2 separate regions of the Mus musculus genome follow, and region 2 is linked to region 1. Evidence: chromatin contacts called from public HiChIP or PLAC-seq data. All regions are on one chromosome and are shown on one strand. Each heading gives the region's core, a stretch centred on a gene start, on an enhancer-like site or on the middle of the called end of the contact. The rest is flanking DNA. Distances are from core to core; before and after follow the strand shown.

The links. HiChIP or PLAC-seq counts read pairs in DNA pulled down with a chosen protein or histone mark.
Region 2: a contact with region 1 is called in an H3K4me3 HiChIP or PLAC-seq map of embryonic stem cells, with 26 read pairs. The contact joins the promoter of Igsf9b here to the promoter of Ncapd3 in region 1. A contact is called at or near these places in 3 of 39 promoter capture datasets (cranial neural crest, embryonic stem cells and neural stem cells), 5 of 484 Hi-C or Micro-C datasets (the HPC-7 cell line and embryonic stem cells), 5 of 115 datasets of contacts at active chromatin or transcription factors (embryonic hindbrain and embryonic stem cells) and 2 of 9 other capture datasets (adipose tissue and pancreatic islet).

What each region holds. Positions count from the first base shown.
Region 1 is chr9:27,028,359-27,032,005 of GRCm38.p6, reverse strand. Ncapd3 (non-SMC condensin II complex, subunit D3) reads right to left here and starts at 1,841. Exons shown (of 36, transcript NM_178113.4): 1 at 1,507-1,841; 2 at 1,176-1,383. The coding sequence starts at 1,236. It overlaps Vps26b (VPS26 retromer complex component B), which reads left to right and starts at 1,912. Exons shown (of 6, transcript NM_178027.4): 1 at 1,912-2,607. The coding sequence starts at 2,385.
Region 2 is chr9:27,297,323-27,300,969 of GRCm38.p6, reverse strand. Igsf9b (immunoglobulin superfamily, member 9B) reads right to left here and starts at 1,866. Exons shown (of 20, transcript NM_001326702.1): 1 at 1,453-1,866. The coding sequence starts at 1,516.

The DNA of each region.
Region 1 (3,647 bases), core at 592-3,091:
GGTGTACAGGAGACAGTGACTGACTGCATCAGTAAGCAGTTAGGGATTATCCTGAAATTGCCTTCCTTGGCTATGGGGACAAGAGGGGGCAATAGGCATGAAAGAGAAAACCCTCAGGTTTGTGATTTAACTGGCTCAACCAGCTGGCTTTGGGAATCTTGATTTCATTCGGACATCTAATGAAGTCTTCAAGAGAACTGTCTTAGTCAGGGTTTCTATTCCTGGACAAAAAGCATCATGATCAAGAAGCAGTTCGGGAGGAAAGGGTTTATTCAGCCTAAATTTCCACACTGCTGTTCATCACCAAAGGAAGTCAGGACTGGAACCCAAGCAAGTCAAAAAGCAGGAGCTGATGCAGAGGCCATGGAGGGATGTTCTTTACTGGCTTGCTTCTCCTGGCTTGCTCAGCCTGCTCTCTTATAGAACCAAGACTACCAGCCCAGAGATGACACCACCCATAAGGGGACCTCCCCACTTTATCACTAATTGAGAAAATGCCTTACAATTGGATCTCATGGAGGCATTTTCCCAACTGAGACTCCTTTCTCTGTGATAACTCCAGCCTGTGTCAAGCTGACACACAAAACCAGCCGGTACAAGAACCATCTAGCTGAATTTATGATCACAAATTCTAAGAAAAAAAAAATCAACCTGAACATTGAGATTGTCTGTTTAAAACCACCTGGGGAATAGACTTAGGACTCCAGCAAGACTAGGTAGAACAAAGGTGACAGATGGAGATAACTGAGGCACTAGCACTATTAAAGGCCAATTATTAGCTTTTCATGTTGCTGCTGCTATTGTTATTATCACTGAGACACTCCTATTATTATTGTTTTATTATTATTATTATTGAGACTGGTTTAAATTCATTTGTGTGGCCCAGGATGGTCTTGAACTCATGGCAATCCTCCAGCCTCGACCTCCCGCATGCTAGAACAGTTTAGCTCTCTTTTCTACCAATTACTCGTCTGGACTCAGATCCCACCGTAAGTTTGGCTGGCCTTCACCCGGGCAGATTGTCACAATCCTGGGGCTCACGGTCAGTGCAGAGACCAGGGCTTCCCCTTCCCCCACCCCTACCCCTACCCTCACCGAGACGCAAGCTTGGATACATTAGGCGGAACAAAACACCCCAAGCCCCGAACCCAGAACCCGCGGCTGCGTTTCCTCACCGAGGCTGAGACCCAGCGGACACCAAGGCTGCAAGTTTTCTCCAAGATCCTGCAGCGCCATTCCGACCGTGGACGTACCGGCTCGCCGTCGCTCCCGCGCGCGCTCTGAGACGTTTTGGCGGACCAGTCACAACGTTCGGGATTTACAATCGACCAATCACCGCGCTGAGCCGTGTTCGTAACCCAAGCCAATGGGCTGGGTCGCCCACTGCGTGCGCATAAGTGGGCGGGGCAAAGACTGGAAGTTAAACAAGGCTAGCGAGGACTTTTTCTTTTTCCCTTAGCATTCCAGTTAATGTTGGGGTCAGGACGTCACTAGTGTTTTTCTTACCGTCATATCGTTCTTACACGGCAGGGAACCTAGAGGCCAGCGGGGACAGCATACTTCCTGTAGTAGCGGTCACATTTGCCCCTTCCGGTGACACTGAGCGTGCATGGGAAAGGCACCTCATCCCGTCAGACAGCACGCAAGCGTTGCTCGTATTCAAATGTGAAGAGTAGCCTGGCGTTTATCAGGCTAAGAAGGAAGAGAAATGCAACCGGAATATTACAAGGAGGCACTTGCAGTGCTAGGACTTGACGGAACATCTGGGCCCGAGTTCTACTGGAGAGAGGCCAGAGCCGCCATGTAAACAAAGCGCCCTTTGGCACTGCACATGCGCAGATGAGCGCACCCCTTGACGGCCTGGAGGGGGTAGGGAAAGCGAGGGGGGGGGGGGGGAGAGAAGACGTGCGCGTGCGCGTGGCATCATCTTCGCATCCGGGCCGGAGTTCTCCTGCCCCTTCCCCCGCCCGGCGCCGCCGTAGCACTTCGGTGCGTTACGCCGCGGGAGTCCAGGCAGTTCTGTGTGTGCGGCTGGGCGCTGGACCCCACCCGGTGGGCGACGAGACGCGCGTGCTTGGCGCCTTTCCTCCCAGGGCCCTAGTCGCTGCACCGCCAGGATCTGCGTTGGTACTGTGTCTGGCCTCTCGGTGCATCGCTGCTCTGGGCGCCGCAACCCGCAGCCGACCTCCTTCCTCCGCCCTGCCTCACCCCAGGGGCGCAGGCCATCGGCGATCGCCCACCGCCCAGCTCAGAGCGAGCGGGGCTGCGGTGCAGCGTCCAGCGCGTTCCCGCAGCCGGCCCTCCGGCCTGCCTTCCCCGAAGGCAGCTCGCGCCTGGGAGGGAGGGAGCAGTCTGTGCCGACACCGGCGCGGCCAGGCGGGGAGATGAGCTTCTTCGGCTTCGGGCAGAGCGTGGAGGTGGAAATCTTGCTGAATGATGCGGAGAGTAGGAAGCGAGCGGAGCACAAGACTGAGGACGGGAAGAAGGAGAAATATTTCCTCTTCTACGACGGGGAAACCGTCTCGGGGAAAGTGAGCCTATCACTGAAGAACCCCAACAAGCGACTAGAGCACCAGGGCATCAAGATCGAGTTCATTGGGCAGATCGGTGAGTCTATTCCCTGGGACCTTCCCAAAACCGGGACGTCAGCCTGCCCCTGGACTCGAGTGTGGGACGGGCTGGGAGCAGAGATTTTCAGTGCCCAGCTCCTGCGAGGCCTGCGACAGGTTCTTTTCAACTGTAATCTAAAGCCTGAGATTCACCCACGAGTCCCGCCCGTGGGCGACTCCCCCATGCATTCATTACCTTCTTCCGTGCCAAAAGTGACAGCGTGCTGCTGGGGAGGTGGGGACAGCCTAGATAGGGTAGGGAGCCCTCTGCTGTATGGTCGGATGCTCACCTGGTGCTTGGATATCCCCATTGTCTCTGCAGTATGCTTCCAGCTTTGCTTCTAGTAACCGGGATTTCATAGTGTGGTAGACAGTATCCTGCAGGTGGGTTTGACAGCTACAGCTGTCAGATCCAATCCAAAGTTAAGCAGTGACCCCACCCACCTATCCATCATCCCTCCTCCCCCTTTAAAATACAGTGCAGTGGACCGGGCTCATAAATTCCGTCTATCTATCTCACCTCCATTCTGTATTACATTGCATGTGCATGTTTTGAATACCTGTAACCTGCCTCTTTCTGACTGCCTCTATTTCTCAAACTTCCTTAGTACCATGCTGGTATTTAGTTGTCTGATTTTCTCCTTAAAGTCAAAGAAGTGATGCTGCAAAGACTATAATTAAATGATCAAAAATTTGCAGTGCTCAATAGTCACCTTCAAATATTGTTAGTTCTAATAGAACTAGATAGACAAGGGAAGGCGGTAAAACAAAATATTTGGGGAGCCAGGTGAGAGGTGAGTTTGGTGGCACATGCCTTAAATTGCAGCACTTGGGAGGCTGAGACAGGTAGATCTCTGAGTTGAAGGCCAGCCTGGTTCACATAGTGAGTTCTAGGCCAGCTGCCATTGCATAGTGAGACCCTGTTTCAAAATAAAACAAAACCCCACGAAGATTTGGGGAGCTGCCCATCATGACTGGCTTGTCACCCAGTCTAAGTATTTGGAGTCTTTTGTGTCATCAAAGTGCTTGGGTACTTCA
Region 2 (3,647 bases), core at 617-3,116, 270 kb before region 1:
CTCCTTAGGTGTCTCTTCAATTCGGATGCTAGCACAGCCTTTTGTGCTTTCAGGGACAGCCCCACAGCAGAATATACCAAAACCCAGAGGGGAGGAGGAGGAGGAAGTCACTGAAAGACTGCATGGGAAGGGGGAAGGGAGAAGCACAGCAAGATCCACCTTTTTTCCATAAGCTTCTTCTGAGGTCACTCTGTCTCGGTTTTCCCACCTGACAAATGGAAACCTTTATAACCATCCCGACCATCATAGTGCTTGTTGGAAAGCTGTCCTTCCCTTCGCCCCACTCTCTCGTTTCAGAACCCCCTCTCAAGTAGCAGAGGAGATACATTCCAATCCGGAAACTTTCTCAAACCACTCCCCCCCACACGCCCCGAGGCAAGGTGCAAAAGAAGCCGGGGAAGCCCGCGCCTCCAGCAGAGCCCTTCAAAAAGGCTCCCTAGTCCGCAGAATCTCGTCACCCTGTCGCCTTCCACCCACAGACCGTTCCTCTCCCGCCGCCATCTCCCTGCTTTGCGAACTTGCCCGCAGTCGGGTCGGTTCCGCGCGCAGAAACCGTGAGCTCAGAGTCCTGGCAGCTTCCAGGCTCGGCTCTGACTTCCATACAAGGGCCGAGAGCCGGGTGCCACCCAGAGCTCTGCCATCTCCAAAGCGAAAGCCCTCGCGCTCAAGTATGCACCCCGCGCCTTGGCTTCTCCCTAGCTTTTTCTTGGGCTCAAACCCGAGAAGGCAGAAATAAAAAATCCCACTCGACTCTGAGACGCAGCTGGGCAGACCCCTCCCTCGCGGCCCTCGCCCCGAGGCCGCTGGGCCGGGCAGCCTGAAGCGCGGCGACGGCGCCTCCCCGGGAACTTTTGCCTGGCCGGGGCCCAGATGCAGTCAAGGTGGGCGCGGGCGGCCGACAGAACCAAGAAGAGCAGATGCTGCTCGGAGCCTCTAGGTCAATTCTGCTTGTCACCTGCCAAGGGGATCCGACCTCCGCGGCCAAGATGTGTGGAAAGGAAGGGCGCGGGGCGGAGAACCCGATCCCTTCGAGGCGGCTGCGGGGACTCCCAACCTCTTAATCGCGCCTCCCTTCAAGGGCTCCTCCATCCAGCGGTGCTGTGCAGGGCTGGGACGCGCGGAATCCTGCCTAAAGACCATCAAAGTCCCCAGCAGCCAGAGTTAGAGCACTAGGGGTTCCCCAAAGCTCAGATTCGACGTGTGGTTGTGAACCAAGGGGCCTAAGGTAGACTAAGTCCACTTTGATTCCAAGGCGTTCGCAGCCCAAGGGCTCCCGCACCTTCCCGCCGAGTTCCTCCCACCCGCAGTTCCCCAGCCTTTGCCCGGGCCAGTGCTCGGAGGTGCGCCTGGCCGGAGCCGGAGCCTCGCCCCCGGGGTTCGGGAGCCAGAGCCTGGAGCAAAGGTCTAAGAACGCCAAGAGGGTTGGAGGAGGGATGCTGCACTTCAACTCACCTTGAGCCACAAGACCTCGGGTGCTGATCACACTTGCTATCAAAGTGGCCACATACCAAATCATAGTACTACCGCGCGCCAGCCAAGAGCCTCATCCTATCGCAAAGTGCTCCTGCGTCTGCACACTTCTCGTGCCTCAGTGCCCGCTTCTCGCCCGCCTACGCCCCTTGCCGGTGCTCCTGTAGCCCGGGCGGCCCGCTCTCCATCCCTTCCTGGCTCCGCTCGTCTCGGCGCGCGCAGCCTCCCGGGCCCCGGCGCAGCGGCACCTGCACTGCCAACCGAGGCAGAGCGCAGCCAGGTCCACGGTGAAGCCTAGCCGGGCCTGTCCTGGTGGTCCGCCCCTGGCGGCTGTTTATTGGACAGTGCTCACGAGTCTAGGCACTGATTGGCTAAACTCTTAGTCCGTCGCTGCGCGAAGAAGGCGAGCCCATTTCAAGGTGCGTTGAAGTGTAGCGAGCACAGAGCCGCAGAATCATGCGCATTGCCTGGGAAAAGGCGTTGTAACGTCTTTGCTCTATTCTGTTCTCAGCTCAGACTGCATGGCAAGTTTCTGATTAAATAGATGGTAGCTTCTCGTACTGGCTAGTGGGACCCTAAGAATCTCAATAACCCTTGACAGGTTATCCGAGGGGATGGAGCCCCCGCCCACCTTGAGAATCCAACATCCGGTTTCTATCAAGAAAAAAAAAAAAAAAAAAGCAGTTCCCGGGAGGACCACGCTGATACGGGGATAGGGAAACCCAAGCATCCTGGGGAAACTAGGGAACGTCCTTTTCTGGAGAACGGTTCAAAGAGACCACGTGATACCTCCCCCCCCCACCCCCACTCTTTGCTCACTCTCTCAGAACACTACCTCCACCAAACGTTATATTAAGTTAGGCTCCATCCAGCCCAAAGCCAGGAGGATGACTAAAATGACCTCTAAAAGTCGCTAAATTTGGAATGAGTCATTGGCTCAGCTGCGGCGAGTCACAGACCCCTCTGGAACACATGTGCACACGTACTGCCACCCCCATTGCTGGTCATCGTTGCTCATGATTACTAAAGCCATTAACCCCCCCCCCCCAATAAATGCTGCCTCTCCTGCACACAAATGCTGCTTCCTCTCCTACCTTACTGAGAGCCCAGCCCCATATCAGCAGCATAAAGTCAAGGTGGCGTTTGTGAGCGATCAGGGGGTGAGGTAGAGAACCAAGGAAAAGGGAAAGGTCCTCCTCATTTCTGCAGAAGATAATAAATAAAGACGCTGGAAGAGCTTCCTATATCCCAGGCTCCCTACTCCAGCATCTCTTCATCTCCTCCCCCAATACAATTGTGTTTACACAAGGAATAAATGAGCATCATGAAAGCCTCTACAACCATCTCACAGTGTTCTGAGGCTGCCGTGGAGATGTTTATTCTTTCAAGCTTCTGACACAGTGCTGAGAGGCACAGCTCCCTAGGAGGGGCTGTTGGCCAGGGAAGAAATGGAGGGGCAATGAAGGCAATCTCTCAATAAGCACAGAGCATGAAGTTTCCCATAGACCAACAGCTTACTGCTGGAAAAGCCAATGTGTGCGCATGGACTCGTGTATCTCACATAGAGTGGCCTTGAGTGATGGAGGGTCATTCTTTTTGGAGAACTCCACTCTCGTTGCCATCCAGGAGATGAAAAGCTGAGGCTCCTAAGCAGAGAAGCACACACACTAATGAACTTTTATCATCTGAATAGCATCTGGAGAACTGGACTTCTGAATACCTCCTGCTTGCAAACTCGCCCTGCTCATGCGAACACACTCATGAGTTATCACTCTGTTGATATATTCCCATGGGCCACTGCTTTAGGTCCTTTCTGGGCTGACATTTCTTTCCTGGGGCTTTGGTGAAGCTGCACGCTCTAGATCTCCTTGACGCATCAATTCTCAGGCAACATGCACCAATTCTACCTCCAACACACACATATGCAAGTCTCCCCATAAACAGGTTTGCACACATCTATATACGTCCATACATACTTCCTCTGGGTCCTAAGTCTATCAAGACTTATTGGGATCCACTTGCAGAATGGGTGATGAGGCTAGGCTATGATTTAATTTTGACCTCAGAAACGTTCATGTTGTTGGAAACTTGATCCCCAAGGTGGCAGTATTGGAAGAATGGAACCTTCAAGAGGTAAGTCCTAGGAGCTGGAGAGACACTTGGCAATTAAGAACGTG